Regions from separate parts of the Rattus norvegicus genome. Here regions 1 and 3 are each linked to region 2. The links are chromatin contacts, called in public HiChIP or PLAC-seq maps. All regions are on one chromosome and are shown on one strand. Each heading gives the region's core, a stretch centred on a gene start, on an enhancer-like site or on the middle of the called end of the contact. The rest is flanking DNA. Distances are from core to core; before and after follow the strand shown. Region 1 has its middle 34 kb from the start of Sox6. Region 2 overlaps Sox6 (SRY-box transcription factor 6). Region 3 has its middle 460 kb from the start of Insc.

Evidence for each region. HiChIP or PLAC-seq counts read pairs in DNA pulled down with a chosen protein or histone mark.
Region 1: an H3K27ac HiChIP or PLAC-seq map of oligodendrocytes shows a contact between it and region 2, with 7 times the contacts expected there. The contact joins two enhancer-like sites. A contact is called at or near these places in 2 of 12 Hi-C or Micro-C datasets (Schwann cells and liver) and 1 of 1 datasets of contacts at active chromatin or transcription factors (oligodendrocytes).
Region 3: an H3K27ac HiChIP or PLAC-seq map of oligodendrocytes shows a contact between it and region 2, with 13 times the contacts expected there. The contact joins two enhancer-like sites. A contact is called at or near these places in 1 of 12 Hi-C or Micro-C datasets (Schwann cells) and 1 of 1 datasets of contacts at active chromatin or transcription factors (oligodendrocytes).

The regions. Positions count from the first base shown.
Region 1 is chr1:179,697,807-179,701,439 of GRCr8, reverse strand. It overlaps a transcript of Sox6 not described here. Among named protein-coding and RNA genes, the nearest start is that of Sox6, 34 kb to the right of the region's middle. Within about 2 kb of position 1,614, at least 2 of the 93 cell types and tissues checked have an H3K27ac peak or open chromatin away from gene starts, as enhancers often do.
Region 2 is chr1:179,301,251-179,305,078 of GRCr8, reverse strand. The region is part of intron 7 of Sox6 (SRY-box transcription factor 6); the gene reads left to right. Among named protein-coding and RNA genes, the nearest start is that of Trnav-aac35, 87 kb to the left of the region's middle. Within about 2 kb of position 2,213, at least 16 of the 93 cell types and tissues checked have an H3K27ac peak or open chromatin away from gene starts, as enhancers often do.
Region 3 is chr1:178,889,288-178,893,137 of GRCr8, reverse strand. No RefSeq gene overlaps it. Among named protein-coding and RNA genes, the nearest start is that of Insc, 460 kb to the right of the region's middle. Within about 2 kb of position 1,952, at least 56 of the 93 cell types and tissues checked have an H3K27ac peak or open chromatin away from gene starts, as enhancers often do.

The sequences.
Region 1 (3,633 bases), core at 365-2,864, 400 kb before region 2:
AATAAGGTAACACGTTGGTTTTAAAGCTTTTAGCATTTTCTATCTTTTCATATTGGTTATTTTAATCCACTAGTGATATAACTCACACATCTATATTTATATCATGTATATGTATCTACTACTTAAAACAGCATTTTATGAAATTGTAGTTTGGGTTTAAGAGAACTATTTGCTTAAACATAGTTTAGGGATGGGTGTGTGTATATATCAATTGATGTTTTTGAAGTCAAGCAGAACATTCCCTAGAAATGTGTCTAAGAAACAATATCAGTACCATATCAGGCACAGACAGGTACTAGAGATGATAAAACACAGATAACATGCTGGGAGACGATTTGCAGATGGGTGTAATATCTGCCGTCATGAGGTTAGATGTGTCATGTTACTGTATATGTTTTTTAAAAATTAACCTAGGCCATTTCCCATTGATGGAGTTATGTGGCTAGATGGGGTTTAATGATGGCAGGTATTATAGAAACATGCTAACATGAACAAAATAAACGCTTAGTGCTGTTTTAGAAGAAGAAATGAACCAGTTCTGGGGTCTGGAATGCAACTTGCTTAAGAATATGGTTCTCTGTTTTTTCTTTCAACAGCGAGAAATAAGGTGCTGCACAACGGTAGCATTTCATGTCCTCAGCTGGTTCTGTATTTCCTTGTGATTATGTCCCCAATGTGAAAAGAGTCTAGTTTAAAAAACTAGTGTTTTGAAATATATGAAAGCAATTTTTACTAGACACAAGCACATTTTAAAGAACAGTATGGCCTTGTCAATTAAGTTTTTCAATTGTTATCTGGACATTAATTGTTTTGGTGCGTGGCATCAGAGCTCTTACTCCTCTCATTATATATTCATTAGTCATTCTTAGGAAGGATGTTTTTATTTTCCTTCTTCTATAGAAGAGGGTAAGGCTTTTCAGCTAATTATTCTTAGACATTTAGTCAAACTGGAAATAGTTCAAAATTTGCATTATGGTTTTGGTGGAGCTTTTCAAGTATATAGTATCTGATTGTCATAGTTTGGATAAAAATATTAACTGACGAGCATGGACAGAGAAACGGAATATAATTTAACTCTCTTCCAGGCTCTCACCTCCAAAGCGGGATGCTGATGCTCTTCTTCAAATCTGTGGTAGTCTTAAAAAAGGGAACAGGAAACCCTAAAATCTCAGAGAGGCAGTATTGATTCAATTCTTAACCCAAATCCTTCATATCATTGCTCAAAATAGCCAACTTTGCACCAATATTAGCCATTCTTTTTATAGTGACACCACGCTTAGTAAAAAACTTCTAAGCACTGAGGTCAGGTGTTGAGATTGGATTCTAGTTTATTTTTTATGAATCAGATAAAGATTTCTGTGCATGAGACCATATGTGAAGATGAGAGAACAAGAACATTTCCATATCAAAGGCAATATATCTGAGCTGCCTGGTAATTAAGATGCAGTGGTTTGGGCTCTGCACTGGCACTTAGAGCATCTCCGGGCCCTGTGCATCATGCAGGCTGGTGCATCATGCAGGCTGGTGCCTCTGCGTACTTCTTGAAATACACTTATGATTTTGTACAAACATTTATGCCAGTCCACACTTTTCTGTGGATAATTTGTATTTCATCCAAACCATTCAAAGTCGAAGTTATTTTTCGAGCTACCCCCTCATTATGGCTTTTGTGCGTCAACTATTTTTATTCTAGTTGTTTGTATTTCCTTTTACCAGAATGATGGCTTGTTTATATTCAGAATCTCTTCTTGCTCCTCTAAGACCCCTAATATATCACCCATTTTACCATTCACTCAAAAAACTTACATCTTTAGGAAGGATGTGAGTTATTTTCTGAGGTTAATTGTAGATGGTGCAATCCACTATAAACTAATAAACCACATTAAAAGTCAACTGCCTAGTTATTTGTGCTTTACAATGCTAATATATTTAGGACTCCTCAGTAACTTGTGTAGAATATAATATTGGGGAAATTTCAAAATGTTTAGAGAAGAATCCAGAAATCTTCTGTTTTACGTTTTTATAGCATGAAAATGTGTGGTGACATTTTCTTTTATACTCCACGTGAAAAGCAATACTTTGAAACTGTAGAAATCTTGCCATTTATCTAGAGTTACTTGTTTCTTTGCATTTAAAGAGAGATGTTTGGTTTTATTTTGTAATACATTGAGTTAGTGTCTTAACCTGTTTGGGACAGAACAGCGATACAGTGAAAGCTGCTGTAAATTAGAAGAGTGAAACAGGAGGATCTAGCGGTTGGTGCTCTAATGCTGCGTCTGTTTAGGACGCTTTGCATCTTTGGGAATCAGCTTGAATGTGGTCTGTAATTTTCTGGACTTTCTATTTCTGTGTTTTCTCTCTATGAGCGTTCTGCTGGCAAGGACTGCTCTTGGTGTATTTCATTAGGAAGCTTCGAGGGTCACTGAAACCTTTTTAATGCTTTCTCCGGATTGAAGTATTACTGTTTATTGAGGGTTGATATGATACTATAAATCCTGTAAGAATCTTCCATGTTTTAGTTATTTTGGACCAAATTGCTTAAATATATTGATTTAATGCTTTTCAGTGACGTCCCATGTAAAGCGGCAGAATGAGATCAATGCATTGTATGATGTGGGTATTATGATATGCAGATTTCTCATGCTATCTCAGATGTCATCGCAAGATAACCCCTTACATGATCTTCCTGTCACCTGCATCTGCTCATTGTTTCTAGTCGTAGTAAAGAGAGATGTTGAATTGTCTGCCTTTGATATATTCCTCGAAATGCAGAAAGGGGCTTCAGTGCTGTTTTTGATTTTACCTTCTAAACACAGTCTCTGCTTCTTTGAAGAAAGTAGTTCTTTAAAATTGTACAAAGAAAACTGAAAACACTTCATTTTCCAAGTCTAAAAGAAGCTCAGTGTGTGTAAGAAGAAAATACAACATTTTTTTTTAATCAAAGAGCACAGGTTTAAGAAGGCACTCATTCTGACACATGGCCGTGAAGCCTTCATTTCATATTGTGCAGACACATTACTGGGAAATGTGATTGGGTGCTCATTTCTTCGCACCCAAAGGACATCTGCTGAGGGCAGATGTTTGTTACAGAAAACTTAGGCTTTCATGTCCAGCTTTACTACCTGTTTACTACGAAATGTAGCATTTGGCCAGTTGCAAAACTTGCTTCCTTTTTCCTCTTCTGTAAAACAGAAACATCCACGTATCTTTTCTTTCCTAGACAGAACTCACTTGAACTCTAGAGCACTTGGGGGAGCCCTGAGTGAGTAAATGTAGTGTCTGGATTCATGACCTCTAAAATTTGATGAAACACCAATCTTAAAATCTGGAAGCGATTGTGAAAAGTCATTTCATCTGTCATCTTCCATTCAATATTGATGATCTTTATTTCACTCAGATCAATTAAATCCCTCCCTTCCTTTTGTAAGCCTGCAACCAAAGAGATTTTATAGCTGAATATGGTTATATACATGTTTCACATTTGTGAACCAAAATGTTTCACAACATCAGAGAGTTCTTTTGTCCAATATATACAATTTAGTCTTTATCTTTCTCTTCTATTTTAAGGAAAAATGGAAGCAAATATTTTTCCCTTGAGTGATAGACCTGCAAAGAGCAAAATCAGACCTTTAG
Region 2 (3,828 bases), core at 964-3,463:
AATATTGAAGCTGAGTTCTAGGTCTGGACTTTGGCCTGGTATGCTTCCTCCCCCTGGAGAGGTATCTCCTCCTTCTGCAGGGAGGCTGATGACCACATAGCTCTTCCGATTCAGAGATACACATGTCTCTCATCAGGTTTATTTGATGCCACCAACTTCTCCGATGCTCTGGCTTTAACTCTGGTTTGAATGATTTTTCTATGAGTGTCTCTAGGTCCAGCAGACTTAAATTAAGTAGTAAGTGAACTGACCCAATGCTAAGCGACTAGATGGTTTCTGAAGTGCTTTCTGACTCCCTTAATTCAGTCATAGATTCAAACTTAACTGCTTAGTCCATGAAATCAACTGCTTTCAGAGCACAGTCAAAACAACCAGTAGGCTGGCTAAATATACCCTGTGTCCTCTGGTGTGTATGCACACACCCACAATCAACTGTCTTTTGACTCGCCTGCTATCTTAACACCGGTTAGCTAAATAAAAGATTACCACATTTTATTGTCAGACAAAATTTATATCTCATTCCCTCAACTGTTGCATTTCCAAGCCATTTGCTCACTATGTGAAAACAAGGCACATGTTGAAACTTGAAGAGTTTTCAAATACCTCCTCTAGTCACAAGATTGGCATATGTGTGCTGTGCTCAACTCTTAGAAACAGCCAAAGAAGCCTGCAGTTGGCCCCCAGTTTATTGACAGGCACTGTCAGTGGTTGCTGGGTGGGAATACAAGAACAAGGAGCTGTGCTCTGGAAAGGAAGATGAAGGGGGGATTGATGGCCTTCCAGCTGCTCTCTAACACCCTTCCTGCACACCTTGCAGTGGAGCAAAGACTCCTCCATTTCTTTCCTGGAGTAAACTAGAAAGGTTCAAGATTGAAGATCCTGGGTAGAAGCTTACTCTTTTGGAAATTTGTTTATTCTTTCTGCTGATTCAGCTGCCAAGGAAATTACTGTAGCATCGACAGTGGACCATCAACGGGCAAGTGTATCCATCTAGGAAAAATCACTGAATAACGTACCTTGTCTATTTATATAAAATGACTATGCTTGAAAATTGCAATAAAGCACAAAAGCTTTAAACTTCCAGCAAAATAAGCACATTAAGATGTGTTGGGCCTAAAATGATCTGCAGGTTCATTTGTCTTTCTATCTTATAATATATGTAAACTCACTGGGAGGAAGGATGCCTTGCAGTTGATGTGGAGAGGAGAAGAGGGTACTCTTGAGAAGCTGGCAAACTTAACAGAAATCCCCCAGAAGCTTCCCTATGGGAGGGGCAGAGATGCAGAGGCAAAGATCCCGCTTGCTTACGTGGTGGAGTGTTCACACAGGCCACAGGCAAGAGAACACAAGGGACATTGCTGTGTATAAAATTTGTGCCAGTCCTAAGCTCACCACTGGAGTAAAGGTTATCTTTTTATTTGCTTTTCCTTTTGAATGTTGGGGGAAGGGCAATTAGCTGAGGACAAGAGGGAAATTGTTAGGGACCTCTGTAAGATAAACTATTTTGTCTTTGTGTTGACATTATATTGGCTACAGCCTACACAGAGGGGGATTGCCTGGAAAGGGAAAAGTCAGGAAAGAGAGGCATTAATATTTTTTAGCGTGTGTGGGTGCAGCGGCAGCAGAGGGGCCCGTGTTTTCTTACGGCTCAGATGGCAAAGCTAAGCATTCAGCCTACGGCAGGAAAAAGTGCCTTTTTTGTTTTCTGACTGCAGAGTCCAGGCATTCCCAGGGGAACACAATGAATGGCCCATTTTGTCCAACGCGGTTTCATAGACATAGATCTCTTGTTTTTCATCATTATTCTTGCCCGTCATTGGGTGTGCACATGACATTTGAGCGTGTTTTAAAGTCTTAACACACTCATGTGCCTGCAATAAAGTTACTCATAACAATCCCGCTTTCTCCAGACAACAGAGCGGGGTCTGTTATTTTCATAAGTCATGGCAGCTGGGAGGCAATTGCATAGACAACAGCTTAATCTAGCTGGAAAATGCAGGAAAAGGACGGCACACACAAAATTTCCTCCCATGTTATTCTAACGTGGAAGAATAAAAAAAATTATCCATGGGTGGTCTAGCTCGGTAACTGATTGGCAGACATACTTTGGATTTTTTAGAATGGTAAATGTAAGGCATTACTTTCCCTGTATTTGCTAATTGGCTAGCGAGCAGGATCAGAATGTGATACTCAGGTTGGTCTTAGTGGTCATGTGCTACTCTGAGCTGCTGAGAAGCAGTGTGTTTGTATGAAAAGACATTGAGTGAGGCAGTTCTAACTCAATGGCGAGCCCTTTTCGAGAGGTTCATGGAAGGCTCACTGGAGGCTCATAGCAATTCACAGCTTCGTCAGGCTGTGCTTCTGGTGTGCAGTCAATAGTAGGCCCAAACTCACAGCGAATAACGGGTTGGGGAAGAGGAGAGAAGCTGAAAAATTGAAATCTAACCTCAAACTGCCCGGTGCAGCATGCAGGCTGTGCCCTCAAGGATGCTGGAGCACTATTAGTCACATGCATTTCGCCTGGAAGATAGGACAAAAGACCTGTGAGTAGAGTGGAGAGGGGAGCTTCCCCTTTCTCTTCCACTGTGACTGAGAGAGAAGGGATTGCACAGAACCCTGGGAAGGAAAAGACTTAGGAAGCAAGATTTGCCCTGCTGTGCTTAACCATATCAAACTCTGCTGGCTTTTTCCTTTCGAGGAAATATGCTGTGACAGAACTTCTTGTAGGCTCTTTAAAGATACACAGGTGACACAAAGCATTCAGTCTCTAAGACATAATGGCTTTGCTGGTAGTTTTACTGGAAAAGATGAAGCTGTCCAGGCTGGAACCAACTCAACCCTCCCTAGGATCTTGTGTCTGAGTAAGAATAATCTGGTTCATTTCCAGCCTTAGTAGGGAAATATTAACCCTCATGAGGGCACTTCTACAGGAGGCCTTATGGAGAAATCCAAACCACAGGCAGCTGGGGCATGAGCTAGGCCTCACTGTCTCCTCCCTTATGCGCCAATGAGCATGGAGACACCTTAAAGATTCAGTTTTCAAAGCCTCTACTTAGCGTTTTTTAAATTGTGTTTCCTTGCTCCATTATTATACTTTACTTAACACACTCTTTACTTACCTTTGGCAGAGTGCAACACTAGAGGGCCTGGAGCAAAGCCCTTGTGTGTCAAAAGCCAAGACAGAAGCCAATCCTCTGCTGACCTCTCATGTTGCCACACCCCAAACCCAGAACAGAGCCATTAACGGCAGGCCTTTACGGTAGCTTACCATCGAAGTTTGACTAGGGATCTGTAGTTGTCATTTGTGGTTCAATTGACCACCAATCCATTTTCTTTATGTGAATTTTCTTTAATTTTAATAAATATGCACCAGCATGAATTTTAACTTTTGCCACCAGGCAGGTGAGAACTAAGGTAACTCAATGACTGTGACGGTCAAGGGTTGAGCTGATTTCTCTCGGAGAGAAGCTGTGTTTACTCTGCAGTTGCAGTTGGCACCCAGTGACGTGAAGGGGGTGGGTTGGCATAGCAGTTTGTAATTAATAGGAAATAGGACCTACAAGGGAAGCTAGAAAAACAAAAAGCACTTTTTACTTCTTATTCTCCTTCCTTTTTTACGTAGATTAGAATGTTAGGTAGGACCCATGGAGAAAAGGAACTGGGCTATAAGCAGCCCTGTAAGGCAACTGCTCATCAAACTGATGGTGAGACATAGGGCCCATGAATAAAGACTGCTGAATTTAGGAGCAACCCAAGGATGAGGATATATGCTCATAACATAGAAGAGATACACAAAACATGTGCATATATATATATATATTTAATTTT
Region 3 (3,850 bases), core at 703-3,202, 410 kb after region 2:
ACACCGATCACATCACATCATTTTTCTTTCAGAGAAAAATGCTAGAAATTAACCTGAGAGTGGCGAATCTCACTTTTACTTCCTCTTTCTGCCTTCTCTTCCTCTGTGTATGTGTCTCCGTCTCCGAGGTTCTATTTATAGCTTGAGGCTTTCATGTTTTCACACTTAGCATATAAACGTCCTGTCTTACACAGGGAGCATGCACGGAGTGGGTCTGTAATTAGATCAGCACTCCGTCCCAGTGGCACACGCTCGGACTGGACTTTGTTCCCTACTCCACTCCTACCTGCATGCATTCCCAAGCCTCAGCATCCTGTCCTGAACCCCTTCTTCCATGTCCCTTTCAACCCCTAATGACAATCCTCCGATATGACTGTCCTGGGATCTGGTCCTCTTCTGTTGCATTAGAGGTGACTTCCATGTGCTTTGCCACGGCTCACAGCAGCCCAGATCTCCACTCTGATCTCTCTCCAGAGTGGGAACCATCCCCGCTTGTTAAGGCTATCAGAATGACAGCCCACAGTGATAAAGCTCAGCCCCTCCAACAGGCGAGGTCCCCAGTCCCTAAAATCAGAAGGCACAATTATAAAGATTTAAATTAAATGGAAAAATACAGGAACTAGGAAATCAGGCTTCATTTCCACGTCCTCTCGATGCATGTTAGTGAATATTGTTGAGAACAATTAGGGCTGTATGAGTGAGGGGTTGTTTCTCGCTTGCTTGTCAGGTCAGAAGACAATCTGTTTATTTTCCTGATACAATTTTATTCAATAAACTGAAAGGATGGGAGCCTGGAAAGGGGGTATGAACAGGATGTGTGCCATCAATTTGTCAAATAAATAATCGTGCTTGGAAACAACAGATTTTATTAATTAGACAGGATGGTGTATTATTACCATTAAAGTGTTATATTGCATTAATTTTTATATTTTACTCGGCTACTAATTACTGTAAAAGATTTCGGGAATGAAGCAAAATAAAATCATGCAGCATTATACAGAATGTAAAGATAGCGTGAATTAATTTGCCCACTGAGCGAGAGAGAAAGAGGCACTGGGGCTGTCTGTGCTTCCTTGGCTGGCTTGCCCAAGGAGCCCCGGCAACAGTAACACCCCTGTTGTCTGTCGGCAGGCAGAGGGTGGGAGGTGAAGGATGCCTCAAGCCAGGGGTTTGAGGCCAGGCACTGATATTCACCCAGAGATCTCCATGTTCAGTCTCCACTTGCCTTAGGGCAATTGTAAGAGTTTGCCCGTAAAAAATAAAAAGGTGGGGGGAGACTCTTTCAATGTGGAAGGGATAAAAGGGAGGATGGCAGGGTTTATGCAGGTGTTTGGAAGAGTATTCAGAGGTCTAGACCCAGCCTGAGCAGGCTAATGCCCAGGTCCTGGTGGAGTCGAGAGGCCAGGTCCTGAGGGAATGGGAAGAGAATTTGCAGCTTCTCAGCCACTGCCCTGCTGGGACACGCTGAATCCAAGTGGTGCAAAGCTGGCTGCTGCTAATGCCAAGACAGCAGCGCCAGGAGATCCTTGCAGTAAGTGCAGGCCAGAGGTCTGGCTAAAACAGGTGTCTCCACCAGGGAACCCCATCAGGCGTTGGTACCACGGGGGAAAAAATACACACCTCACCTCCGTGCAGCCAGACGTGAGCTATGTGGATGCAGCCAAGTCCCCTTGAACCAGAGTTTATTCTTTAGTTTCGAAAATATAAAGTAAATTTTTGTGCTTCTCCCTTCACCAAACAACAACAAAAACAGGTTGTCAGCCCCAGGCAAGGGAAATCCACGCCTGGCACAAGGTCTGATGGGGGAGGCAGGATGGGTTGGGCCCTCTTTGGGAACTCCCCATGACTACAACGCTGCAGGGATGCCAGGACCCAACGGAGCCCCCACCCAGCAAAGTCCTCGCTGACCTGGCCAGTGCGGCTCTCGCCACCCCCCCCCCGGGGGGGGGGTGCGCTCCCAGGCGCAACTCAAGCCCAGCCACGTTTTTCTGCAGGCTAGGTCTCCACAGCCAGGGCCCAGGAGAACCCACATTTCTCACGACCTACTGCCACCTACTGTCCACAGATGGGAACTGCAAATCTCTTGGAAGTGTCCTTGGGGAGACAGAGTAGCAACTCTGGGGTGCACCTGCTTGAAGCCGGAGTTTCCAGAGTGTTCCAGAGTTGCACTGTAATGGAAACAGTTCAACCAGACCTCTTAAACTTCTGGTGCCATGTCTTATTTGGGTGACACCTGGGAGGTCTGAAAACTCTTCCCCTGGAGTTGAAAGTCTCCTCGGAAAGAATCGGATGTAAGACTTACAGTGAATGGTCCTATTTCTGATTTCCTGGGTATTAGATCTTAATCGGTGCTGGAGTCTGACCTCCCTGGCCAGGGCATGCCTTCAGCCTTTTTCTCTTTTACTTCCCCTAACGTTACTTCCTCTTAAAATTACAAGTGCTATTTGGGCCCTGAGCCCTGACTGTAGTAGTAATTTACAGACGAAGCCTTATGTGAACAGGAACCTGTTCTAGCTCCCAAATAATTGACACAAAGATCTGTTAAGTTTATTAGCAAGCTTTAAGCACTGTGACTGGACAGATCTTCATCTATCCTAACCCTCTAAGCTATCTATTTCCCAGTCACACGGTTCTTTACCTTCCATTTGATTCTCGCCATCTTGCTTTGGTCCAAGTGTTGCCTCATGTGTGTTCTCTCGTGGCCAACTGATGGCAAATCATCCCTTGGTGACCTGCTCATCAGGACTCCTCCTGGACCCTCTGTCTCATAGTCTTCCACATGGTCTCTCTACCTTCTTTCCTCATGGCCCTTCTCTCTTTCCTCAGGGTCTTTCTCTTCTCTCTTTCTGGAACCAGATAAAACTTCATCTTTAAATTATTACTGTATCGGACTGCACTCTGGCTAGCCAGGAGCTATTTAACCCTTTTGTACAATACTCAATATTATTCATCTTTAAATCCCAAATGATCATGCTTTCCATACCATTGGTCATGGTATGAAATGAGTAACTATATATGAAGGACCTGGAACGAGCCTAGAATTCAGTAGGTGCTTTATAAATGCACAGTAAGGGGATTGTACAAGCCTCGGATTATCTGCATACTATCACAAGATTTCCATTTGCCTTTGAGCTCCCTAAGTGCTCAAGTAATTTCTGACTCAGTCACAAAGCCACAGCTACCTACATAGGCGGAAGTAGTACCAGGTATCCGTCTAACCATTCATTCAGTAAATGTGCTGCACACTGTGCTCTGAGACCTTTCTCTCGCAGAGTTTATAGGGTTTGGCGAAGACAGGACGAGTAAGTTAGCCATAGGGCCGCATTCCTACAACTTCTGTACTTGGGAGGCAGAGGCAGGAAGATTGCAGCAGGTTGCGGGCCAGCCTGGTCTACATTCGGAATTCAAGGCCACATAGGGAATGAAAGGGCTATATAGTGAATGAGATTCTGTATTCAAAACAACCCAAACTAATAGATGTAAAAATGCAATGAATATTAAAGCAAGGATATCCAAGGTCTCTGAAGGAAGTGTGGGGTGGGGGACTTCTGCAGATGGGGGCAGCAGAGCGCTCTGAATGAGAGGTGTCTGTGTAGTGGGTGGACCGGTGCAAACTTGAAGGATGAAGGAAGGCAAGTGGTGGTATAGGGAGGACATTGGCTATGAAGGGGAACAGACATGATCTCAGTCTTGAAGGTGCATATCAGAGGATGCTGAGGGCATGCACATACAAGGCAAAGCTCATTGATCTGCATTCTCAGAGGGAGTGGATTGCATTGCATGTGAAGTACCGTTCGATAGACTTGATTATAAAAATAAGAGATGAAAGAAAAACAAACTGGACCAGGCC